Linked DNA regions of Gossypium hirsutum: region 1 is linked to region 2. The links are chromatin contacts, called in public Hi-C maps. All regions are on one chromosome and are shown on one strand. The core of a region is the stretch at or near the end of the contact, and the rest is flanking DNA. Distances in the headings are between cores, read along the strand shown. Region 1 holds the start of LOC107953264 (transcription factor TGA9). Region 2 has its middle 16 kb from the start of LOC107953265.

Evidence for each region. A called contact is a pair of places that touch in the nucleus more often than the background predicts.
Region 1: a Hi-C map of leaf shows a contact between it and region 2, with 2.1 times the contacts expected there. The contact joins the promoter of LOC107953264 here to the enhancer-like site in region 2. A contact is called at or near these places in 7 of 34 Hi-C or Micro-C datasets (callus, fibers, hypocotyl and 1 more).

Annotation. Positions count from the first base shown.
Region 1 is chrA07:20,708,000-20,713,210 of Gossypium_hirsutum_v2.1, reverse strand. LOC107953264 (transcription factor TGA9) reads left to right here and starts at 2,231. Exons shown (of 13, transcript XM_041117733.1): 1 at 2,231-2,380; 2 at 2,471-2,584; 3 at 2,660-2,730; 4 at 3,117-3,190; 5 at 3,360-3,608; 6 at 4,571-4,609; 7 at 4,728-4,787; 8 at 4,901-4,978; 9 at 5,085-5,133. The coding sequence starts at 2,523.
Region 2 is chrA07:20,654,554-20,659,383 of Gossypium_hirsutum_v2.1, reverse strand. No RefSeq gene overlaps it. Among protein-coding and RNA genes, the nearest start is that of LOC107953265, 16 kb to the right of the region's middle. Within about 2 kb of position 3,008, at least 9 of the 9 cell types and tissues checked have an H3K27ac peak or open chromatin away from gene starts, as enhancers often do. A contact at or near this core is called in fibers, hypocotyl and leaf, where this site is marked.

The DNA of each region.
Region 1 (5,211 bases), core at 982-3,481, 55 kb before region 2:
AATTAAGTTACCCTAAACCCCAAGCCCTAATTTATTTGATTTTTTTCTTAAATACCCTAAAACCCTAAACTCTAAAATCCTAATCTAATTTTTTTAAAATTTATAATTAATTTACTCAAGTAACCCTACCTAATTTATTTGATTTTTTCCTTAAAAACCATAAACACTAAACCATAATCTAATTTTTTAAAATTAGTAATTAATTTAATTAACAAACACTAAACCCTAATTTATTTAATTTTTTTCCTTAAAACTCTAAAATTTAAAAACCCAAAATTCCTAAAACCTTAACCCTAATTGCAAAAAACCCTAATAAAAACACGGGGAAAACGCTTCCTCAAGGAAGCGCTTTGCCTACGTGGACAGAAAACGCGCCCTCAGGGAAGCGTTTTCTGTCACGTAGGTAAAGCTCTTCTTTGAGGAAGCGTTTTCCTGCTTTTTTCCCTAACAACGTGCTGACGTGGACGCATTTTGTAAAAACTAGCCCATTCCGGTAAATAATTTCTGACCTGGCCCATTTCGATAAATTTAAAAAAAAAAAGGCTTTTATTGAGAATTTGCCCAAAATTTGCAAATATAGAAGGATTTAATTTATTTTTATGTCAATAAATAGCCACATCAAACTTCTATTAGTGACTTAATGATAGTGACTGAAAAGTAAATTTTTTAGAAGTTAATAAAAAAATAAAAAAATTTATAATTAGATGGTCAAAATAAAAACATCATCATAGTTAGAGAATTATTTGTGTAGTTTTTTATTGAAACAAAACAAAGAACTTAATTTGCTTTAATTTTCTGTTCTTTCCCTTGTTTTAGTTAAGTTAAATTAAATAATAAAATAAAAAAAAAGGAAAGTTCAAAGAAATGTTTTAGTTAATTTACAACATTTTCCAATCACCAAATCCAAACTCTTAAATTTTTTTAGACCAATCATTGGTATGATGAAGGGAATAATCGGTAGAAAGCGTATTTAGCAATAAAAGTAGCAGATGAGCATAAACATAAAATATAATATCATGTCCTTTATTCAATAATGCTTGTCATCCCAAAACCCCTTTATAACATTGTTTTTTAATTTACACACACACAAAAAGTGGTTCAAATTTGTAGCTTTATTTTAACTTTCTATTTCTATTTCTTTTCTTTGTGGGTTAGACAGTGTGCAACTTGAAGGGTTGGTTTTTAATGTTGGGACAAGCTTTGATATGTATGGTCCGAAGGCAGAAGGACAAAAGTTTGGGACACTGACAACAATGAAACCTCACCTAATCTGGGAAAATTGAGCCCTTAATCATGAAGAATTAAGGACAGTGTACCCTAAGTCCCCTTCCCCTAAAGAAACAAAATTTTAAGGAATCTGAAATGTGGCATGGGCTTTTAGGTGATGACAGGGAATGGATGTTGACCTATCAACTATGGAGATAACACCAAACATATCCATCTCATGTTTAAAGATTAAATATATGCAAATGGGTTTTTCTTGTTGATGACTTTGGTTGGAATGGGGCACACACCACTCTCTTATTAATTGCCAAAAGTGAGCTCAGATCACCCCCCCCAATCCCCATTTGGAGATTTTGAATACTGTAAAAGAAACCAATATCACCCTCTTTTCTTTTATAACTTTTTGATACTCTTTTTTATTACCAAAGGAAAAAGAAAAGCTTGTGTCATCTAATCAATCTTATCCAAATTGGTTTTAGAGCTTGGTATAAGTGTTTCAAAGATATTGTTTAATGGATTTATATATAACAAAAAGTTGCACCTTTATATTAAAAAAAATGTGTAGTGCAATGATAAAACTATAAGTAGGATATAATGCAAGGAAACCCTTATTTTATTTGTCTGGATAGTACTTTGCAGCCCTGAAGGGGTCCATAAAAAGGGCCAATGAGAAAGAGCATGCTGTTCGGTTACAATGAGAGAGTGGAGTAGGAGTCAGTGATTCACTCCAGTAGAGAGACCCCGCATTCTTTTTTTTTTTTTGTTAATAAAACTCAAAGCCCCACAAACAAATAGACATAAATAGAAGGGAGTCTGGCCCTGAGGGGCAAGATTTTGTGTACCGTAAGAAGAGTTTTTAAAGTCTGATAGAAAAATATGTATATAATTACACTGTAGAAGAGGTGTGTTGTAATCAATCAGGTTGGTTTCTTCATATTGAAGTAGAGACAGAAAGTAGAAGAAAACGACACCCATGGAGGATCAAAAGTTGCAAAGAGAGAAGATATATATATATTTATCTGAGAAAAAGACTGGGCCCCTTCAATTTGTTTCTATTTAGATCCCACTTTTGACAAGCAAAGCTTTCATCTGGTTATCTTTTTCTACTCTTTTTTTATTATTTCTTCCTTTGGGTCTCTCATAAGCCACACCCAAGGTAGTCTGCAGCAAAGCTTTCATCTGGTTATCTTTTTCTACTCTTTTTTTATTATTTCTTCCTTTGGGTCTCTCATAAGCCACACCCAAGGTAGTCTGCAACATGTTCGTCGTCTAAACTGTAAAGAATCACCAAGTATTGCATGGCGAACCATCATATTCCTTATGCACTTCTTCATGGAATGAATGTTCCCACAAGTTTCATGTATGTAATTTCCAATACTATCTTCTTTTCTTTCTAAAATTGGTCCCTTTTTAAATTTGTTTCTATCTATGTCAGTAATCAAGAAGGATCTGCCTTTGATTTTGGAGAGCTAGAAGAAGCCATTGCTCTGCAAGGAGCTAAAGCAAGTAAAGCTCCTTATCTTCATTTTTTTTCATTTATTTATTTTTTCTGACGTTTGCTAAAGCTTAAAAGCTTTTTAGTTTAACCACCAACTCTCCTACACCTCAAAAGATAAGAGGTTTGAACATGTCTATAGGGGAAAAAGTAGGGGGGGTTACCATTTGCAGTACAGTAATGATAGTGAGGCTAGCACACTTGAATGGCGTGAGGCTACAAACATAGAAATCTGACCTCCCTACCATGATTTACTGACTCCATAACTGTATAAAAGAGAAAGCAGGCTGAGTTTATTAGGTTGCTATTGCTTCTAGCTTTCAACTTCAACCTCTTTGGCTTTGATATATATATTTTGGGAGATCCTATGAGATTTTGCTTTTGGGATTCTCTGCAGATTTATTAACAGGCAGAACTGCAGCTACTTTGGAGATGTTCCCTTCTTGGCCTATGAGATATCAGCAAACCCCCGTACTAGTTTCTTAACCCTTCTTTTTCACCATTGTATGTTTGACCATGTTTATAAAATAAAAGTGTTTGACAGTGGACCAGTTCTATGGGTTTAGACTACTTCTTTATATATTGCTGTTTAAATGGTTTGTTTTTGAGGTAATTGTGGATCTTTTTTTTCTCAATCCAGGGAAGTTCAAAATCAGGAGGGGAAAGTACAGATTCAGGCTCAGCTTTGAACACTATCTCAAGCAAAACTGAGAACCAGTTTGAACCAGACTCCCCCATCAGTAAAAAGGCATCATCTTCATATCATCAGGCTCTTGACCAGCAGAATCTACAGCAACAACAACAACAACAAGAGATGGCAAGTGATCCTTCAAGAACAGGAACATCACTGAATCAATCAGCTCCCATTGTCAAACTTCTCCAAGAAAAGGTCCTTAAAAGAACTACAGTTAAACATGCTTAAATTATTAATTAATCTCCCACAGTTTTTACTTTTTTTTTCTCTCTTCTTTTCAATCCCAACAACTCAGGATATTGAAAAGTTGGTATCATTTTTTGTCATTATTACTATTCTGATCCTTACTCTCTCCACCCCTACCCGTTTTTTTTTTTCTCTCTATGATCATTTCTTCATGCATATACAAGGGCACAGATCCGAAAAACCCACAGAAAATCAAAGGGTACAGAGTTTTTCTGATTTCTGAACGATTTTCTGGTATCTGACATGAAAAGAGAGAAAAAGCTGTACACTTTGAGAAGCTAAGAGAGAATCTGCACGATATATATATGTATATATTAGTCTCTTTCTTGATTGGTCACTATAAAACCGCATCCCCCCACACTTAAGTCAATACCTATAACTCACAGATGAACTTGTTTTTATCCTCTTTAAAATCAAACCCCCCCCCCCCAAAAAAATTCTTTAACCCTAAACATAAAGAAATGGCAGATTCTGATTATTTTTGCTACTCTTATCATGTTCATGGTTACTTGTTAGAAGAACAAGAGTCACATCACATCACCAATCTGTTTCTCTTAGAAATTTTGTGAGATCTCTTTAATCATTATATTTTTTTCTGTCAAAAAATCTACGGTAGTTTTTCTTTGATTTTTAAATTTATTGTTTTGATGATATTTTTTGTATTTCTGGTTTGGCTGTCTAAACTTGATAATTTATGTATTTATAACGCTGACTCTCTAATTTTCCAGCTTACCAAACAGCCAAATGCTCTCATTTTCCTGAGCAACTTCTTGTCTGTGCTTGATAAGAATCTTCTAAATCAGCAACCACTATTTAGTGTTTTTTTTTCTTCTTTAATCAAATATGAAATGGGTGTTATTTCATCTCATTAAACATATGTTAATACATGCACTTCGTTTATAATGTTGCAGAAAAGGGCTTCAACTTCTGAGAAACAGCTTGATGCCAAGGTTAAAATTTTAATACTAAAAAAACCCAACTCTTTGTTGCTAGATTCCTTCTGAATCAAAAAAGAAACTTCTTTTTAGTTGAATCTGTTTTAAATTGTTGCTTTTTTTTTTTCTCCAGACATTGAGGCGTTTAGCTCAAAACAGAGAAGCTGCAAAGAAAAGCCGTCTTAGAAAGAAGGTAACATAAAAAGGACATATATACACTGAAAAAAAAACATACATTTGCATGTAGTTTCTTACTTAGGTGTCCATAACATGTAAACTGATGCATATATATATATGCTTAAACAGGCATATGTTCAACAACTAGAGTCGAGTAGAATGAAACTAACTCAACTTGAACAAGAACTTCAGAGAGCACGATCTCAGGTTTTTCTTTTTTCTATATTATATTGATTTTGATTTATATATATTTACGGTAAGTGTTTAGTGTTTCTTAATTAAAGTGCTTAGAGTTTTTGATTTTGTGAAATAGGGGCTTTTATTGGGGAGTAGCGGTGGTGTTGTTGGAAATATTAGCTCTGGTAAGTTCCTAATAAAAAAAATTAATGTTGCACTATTAATTTACTAAAAAGGGCTCTTAGTGTGTGAATATTTGCTGA
Region 2 (4,830 bases), core at 1,759-4,258:
GATTTTCACTCGTTTTTCACTCCTTTAACTCCCAACTGCTCTATTAAGCATTAAAACATGGATTCAAATGATTAGGAGCATAAAATTCACAGTTAACATTAAATAATCACCCAAAAACATATTAAGAGTGAGGTTAAAATATGTTATCAACGTCGCCCCCAAGGTTAACATAGTACTTCAGTATTTGTACACTTGAATAAAAAAGGTGGAACACAATTGGTATTACTTTTCTCGAACGGAATTGAAAAACAAAGCAAAAAATGTGGTTGGAAATTTGACTGAAAAATCACTAAAAAGAAAACAGATGAGAGAAAAAGAGTATGAGCGAAAGATTGTTATTTGCTTGTTGTGTAAAATGAGGAAAATGACCTGCTATTTATACTATTTTTTGAAGGAGCAAATCAGTAAAACACGCAGTGTCAGTTTCCTCAAAAGTGTAATGGGTCAAATTTTCCGCAACTAAAAATATTCTGAAAATAATTTTAAAAGGAAAAACATAAATTTTATCAAAAAAAAATATGCACAGTGCATTTCGTAAACACATGTTAACACGGACACAGACATGTGTGTTTGGCCTTTAACAATTAGTTAATGAAGATAAGAGGCAAGACTATATTTAAACTTTCTTAAAAGCCTTTTTTTTCAACTAACGTGGAATTACATACTTTGAATTACCAATATAGTCAAATTTTGGTTTTCGCAACGGAGAAGATTGTATCTGAGTTTCAAGCCAATCCAATTGTTGAAGTCGTAGATCGAAGAAGGAAAAATTTGAAATCATAACCTCCAATTCGAGCAATCTGAGTGACTCTTGATAAACCCAAGCCCATAAGCATATGTAGGACTTCAAGACGAGGTGATTGGGCAGATATCGTGAATGCGAGAGGGGATCTGGTTGTTGGAGTTAAAGAAAAAGGGAAAAGCTCCAGTTAAAGAAGGAATAATTGCAAAGTAAAATGAAGAAAATTTGAAATTTTAATTTAAATTTTAAATTTATTTTGTATATCAATGGAAATGGAAAAGAAGAAAAAAAATTAAATATTTATTATCATTTTTAATTTTTATTATTTTTATATAATTAAAATATTTTTATATTTTCTGAATTGTTAATAATTTTTAAAATTTTTAAAATTTAAATAATTATTAACATGACTTAAACTGTCATATAGAATTGTGAATTCTATGTAAAAAAAGTTAACAAACAAAAATTATTCAATTTTTATATAGTTTTTATATAATTGGAAGCCAAAAAAAATCGATATGAATTCAACAACTCTTCTTTCGAGTAGTAGAGTATCATTCAGGCTTATCCTTGCTAAAAGCCACACTTTTAGAGCATCGAATCAATACATCTAAAACACACTATATCCAATGCCGAAAAGAAGACACAAAAATCCCCAAGTATTTGAGAACTCCACTCTAATCCCACCAAGCAAAATCATCTATATCTAACAACACTAATCATTTAAAAAAAATTTTCTATTGAGATTGAGTGTATTTTTAATCATTACAATTTGGATATTTCAATATTAGATTATAGCACGTTCAATCTAATATTGAAAAAGAGATACAAAAATTCTTAATTTTTTGAGATCTTCACTCAAAATCGACCAAATAAAATCATCTAAATATCCGACAACACTAAATCAATTAACCTTTTTCCTATTGAGATTGAGTTCATATTTAGCCATTAAATTTTGGATCTCATGTGTTCTAAGTAGTAGCAAAAGATCCATGAAAATATTAGATTATAGCACACCAAAGATGTGGGTGAAAAATGTTGCTATAAAAATATATTTATTAAAAATTATATAATAATTAAATGAGAATTTAGTGTTAGATTTGTAAAATAAATCTGAAATAAAACTTAATAAATCAGGATCTATCATGTCAATTTATCAAGAATAAATCAAAAATAAAACTAGATGGGGAAACTTACCTGAATCCATGAATTCCTTGAAATTTTACCGGATCTTAAAGATTTGATCTTCCAAATTAGCACACAATAAATTCAGAGAATATCTGAGAATATTTGCTCTCTCTTTCCTAATGATTGGTGTAATGGCCAATTTTTAGCCCAGACAAATAAACAAAAAAATAAAATCCAAATAACCAAATAAAGTCCATTTTACAAAAACAAACAGCAGGCCCAAACCCAAAACCAAATGACCCATTACATCAAACCCTAGCCCATTATCTTAAACTTTTTTTTCAACAGACAAAACCTTAGTCCCCAAGGTGCAGCCGCCGCATACCCCTCTGCCCTTGACCAGCGCCGCACGCTACCCTTGTCCACCACGCGCGCCGCTTTGTCACACGCATCTGACATCTCTGACAACCACCTACAACACGCAAACGAAAGAAGCCAAGCAGAAGAAACAACATGCAAAAAGACAAAAAAAAATGAAAACTAACAGTTTATGAATTGGCTATAAGAGCCACGATTTTCATTTGTAATTTTTTTTTACGAACATTAAGCAATCAAAAAGCAAAAATAGAAGAAAAAAAAAGGTTGATTTCGATTTCCATTTTCGTGTTCTTTTCTTTTTTATTTTTTTATATATATTTTTTTATCTTTTATTTTTAAATCTCTTTTAAACAAAAATAATAAGAGAAGGAGAGGGCTTGCCCGGAATCCCTGTGATTGTGTCACCGGAGACTCTCTCCGTTGCTGAAATCAGACCCAAAAGGAGGAGAGGAGAGACTTTCTTCCTCTCAATCGACGGGCTAACGGCGCAAAGGCTAGGGTTCATAACCCTAACAGAGAGTTGAGAAACAAAGGGGGAGAGGGTGTTTTGTTTTTTCTTGAAAAATAAAAGAAGAAACGGCAGATTGAAAAAGAAGGAAGATTTTGGTTTTATTTCATCTTTGAAACGACGTCGTTTGGTGGGATGGGGGTTTGCACATTCTCCCTAAAGGGAAAATTTGTGCGATTAGTCCTTTTCATTCGCAACTCCATTCAATCGGGCTCCATTTCCTGTTTTCTTTTTGTTTTTTTTTTAATTTTAACCCTTAGATTTCGTTTGGTTTTCGATTTGGTCCATTGTGCTGTCAGGGTAAACGCACGCAGAGCATTTAGGGGATTTTTTTCATCTAGTCCCCGCTAGTTTCGGGGCGTTTCATTTAGATCCCTGATTAACTTTTCAGTATTTATAATTTTGTACCCCGAATTTTAACTTGTTTTTAACCATGTCCTAAATCTATTTAATCCATTTATTAACTTCTTTTTTTAAAAAAAAACATTTCATTTATATGTTATTTCAAATATTTTATATGTTATTTACTTTACATCTATTCTTACTTATTTTAATGTACTGTTTGTTTAAATTATTATTATTTATTTTAACTTGCTTTTTGCATATATATTTTATCCTGATCTATTTTATATGTATTATTTATTTTATATTCCTTACCTATTATTATATATATGTATACATATAGTTTACTTCAAGCCTTTTTATATATTTATAATTCTTTTAAAAATCGTTTTGTTATATATTTATTTTAAATTATTTTGTATTGTTTATTTTTAAGTTATTGTACATTATATATTTCAAACAACCTTTTTTATTACCTTTGAACTATTATAATTATAAAATATATTTATTTGTCCCTTTTTTTAATTTTTTTACATATTATATATTTTTTTAACTTGTTATATAACATTTTAAATTAACTTATATATTACTTATTTTAAAATTATTTTATATACCTTATTTTAAACCCATTTTACTTATTTCAAATAATTTTATTATTTATTTTAGGTTTTTTTACATATTATTTACACCTTTTATATATACATATTAATTATTTTAAAATTATTCATTTTTTTTAAATTCTACTTTGTGTGGTTATGGATTTTAAAATACCTTTTTACATCACTTATTTTGAACTCATTTATTATCATTCTAAAATTTGTTCACATTTTATTTATTTTAATTTGTTTTATACCTTTTTATCATTTAATTCATTGGTCCTTATTTATCGATGTTATCATTTAAATGTTGTATGATTATTGCCATTGCATGTACTATGATTCGTTATTTCTTTTTTCATATTATTGTCATTCACTTGTGTAATATTTTATTCATGTATTATTATTCCATGCCCATTATTGCATTTTTATTTCATGTCATCGCATTGTGAATTAATATTTATCCAACTTGGATCGCTTGATTTTGTTCCAAACAAAATAACGGATGTCGTTTAAATATCGTGTTCACTATTATTCAAAAAAGAAATATTTTAAACAAGGCAATGTTTCGCGTTTTGGAACATCGAGGAATTGTGCCCTAACTTACGGGGTTTCGATTTTCTCGTTGATTCTAAATAGCCAAATATCCTTTCGAGTTTTAAAAAAAACACGGAATTCCAATTAAAATTAAAGACAAACTTGCGCTCGGGAGTTCATGGTATCGTGTCCTAACTTACGGGATGTGATACTTCGATATCTCAAGACGAGGAAATCTTTAGCAATTGTTTTGATCTAATTCAAGCCCCTTTAAAATATACATTAATAAAAAGGATCATATTTTAAATTCGTTCCCAATTTCCAACTTTCGACATTGAGACACTAACTAATCAATTCGGTACCAATTTTGGGCGTGACGAGGGTGCTAATCCTTCCTCGCACGTAACCGACTCCCGAACCCCTTCTCTCAAGTTTCGTAGGCCAAAAACACTGTTTTAGTAAACTAAAATGTTTTATTAAAACAAAAGTGATCCGATCACACCTAATAAAGATTGGTGGCGACTCCCGTTTTAATCTTCGCTTTCAAACAAAGTCGATTCCCGTTTTCAAAAAAATGGTTTCGACAGCTTGGCGACTCC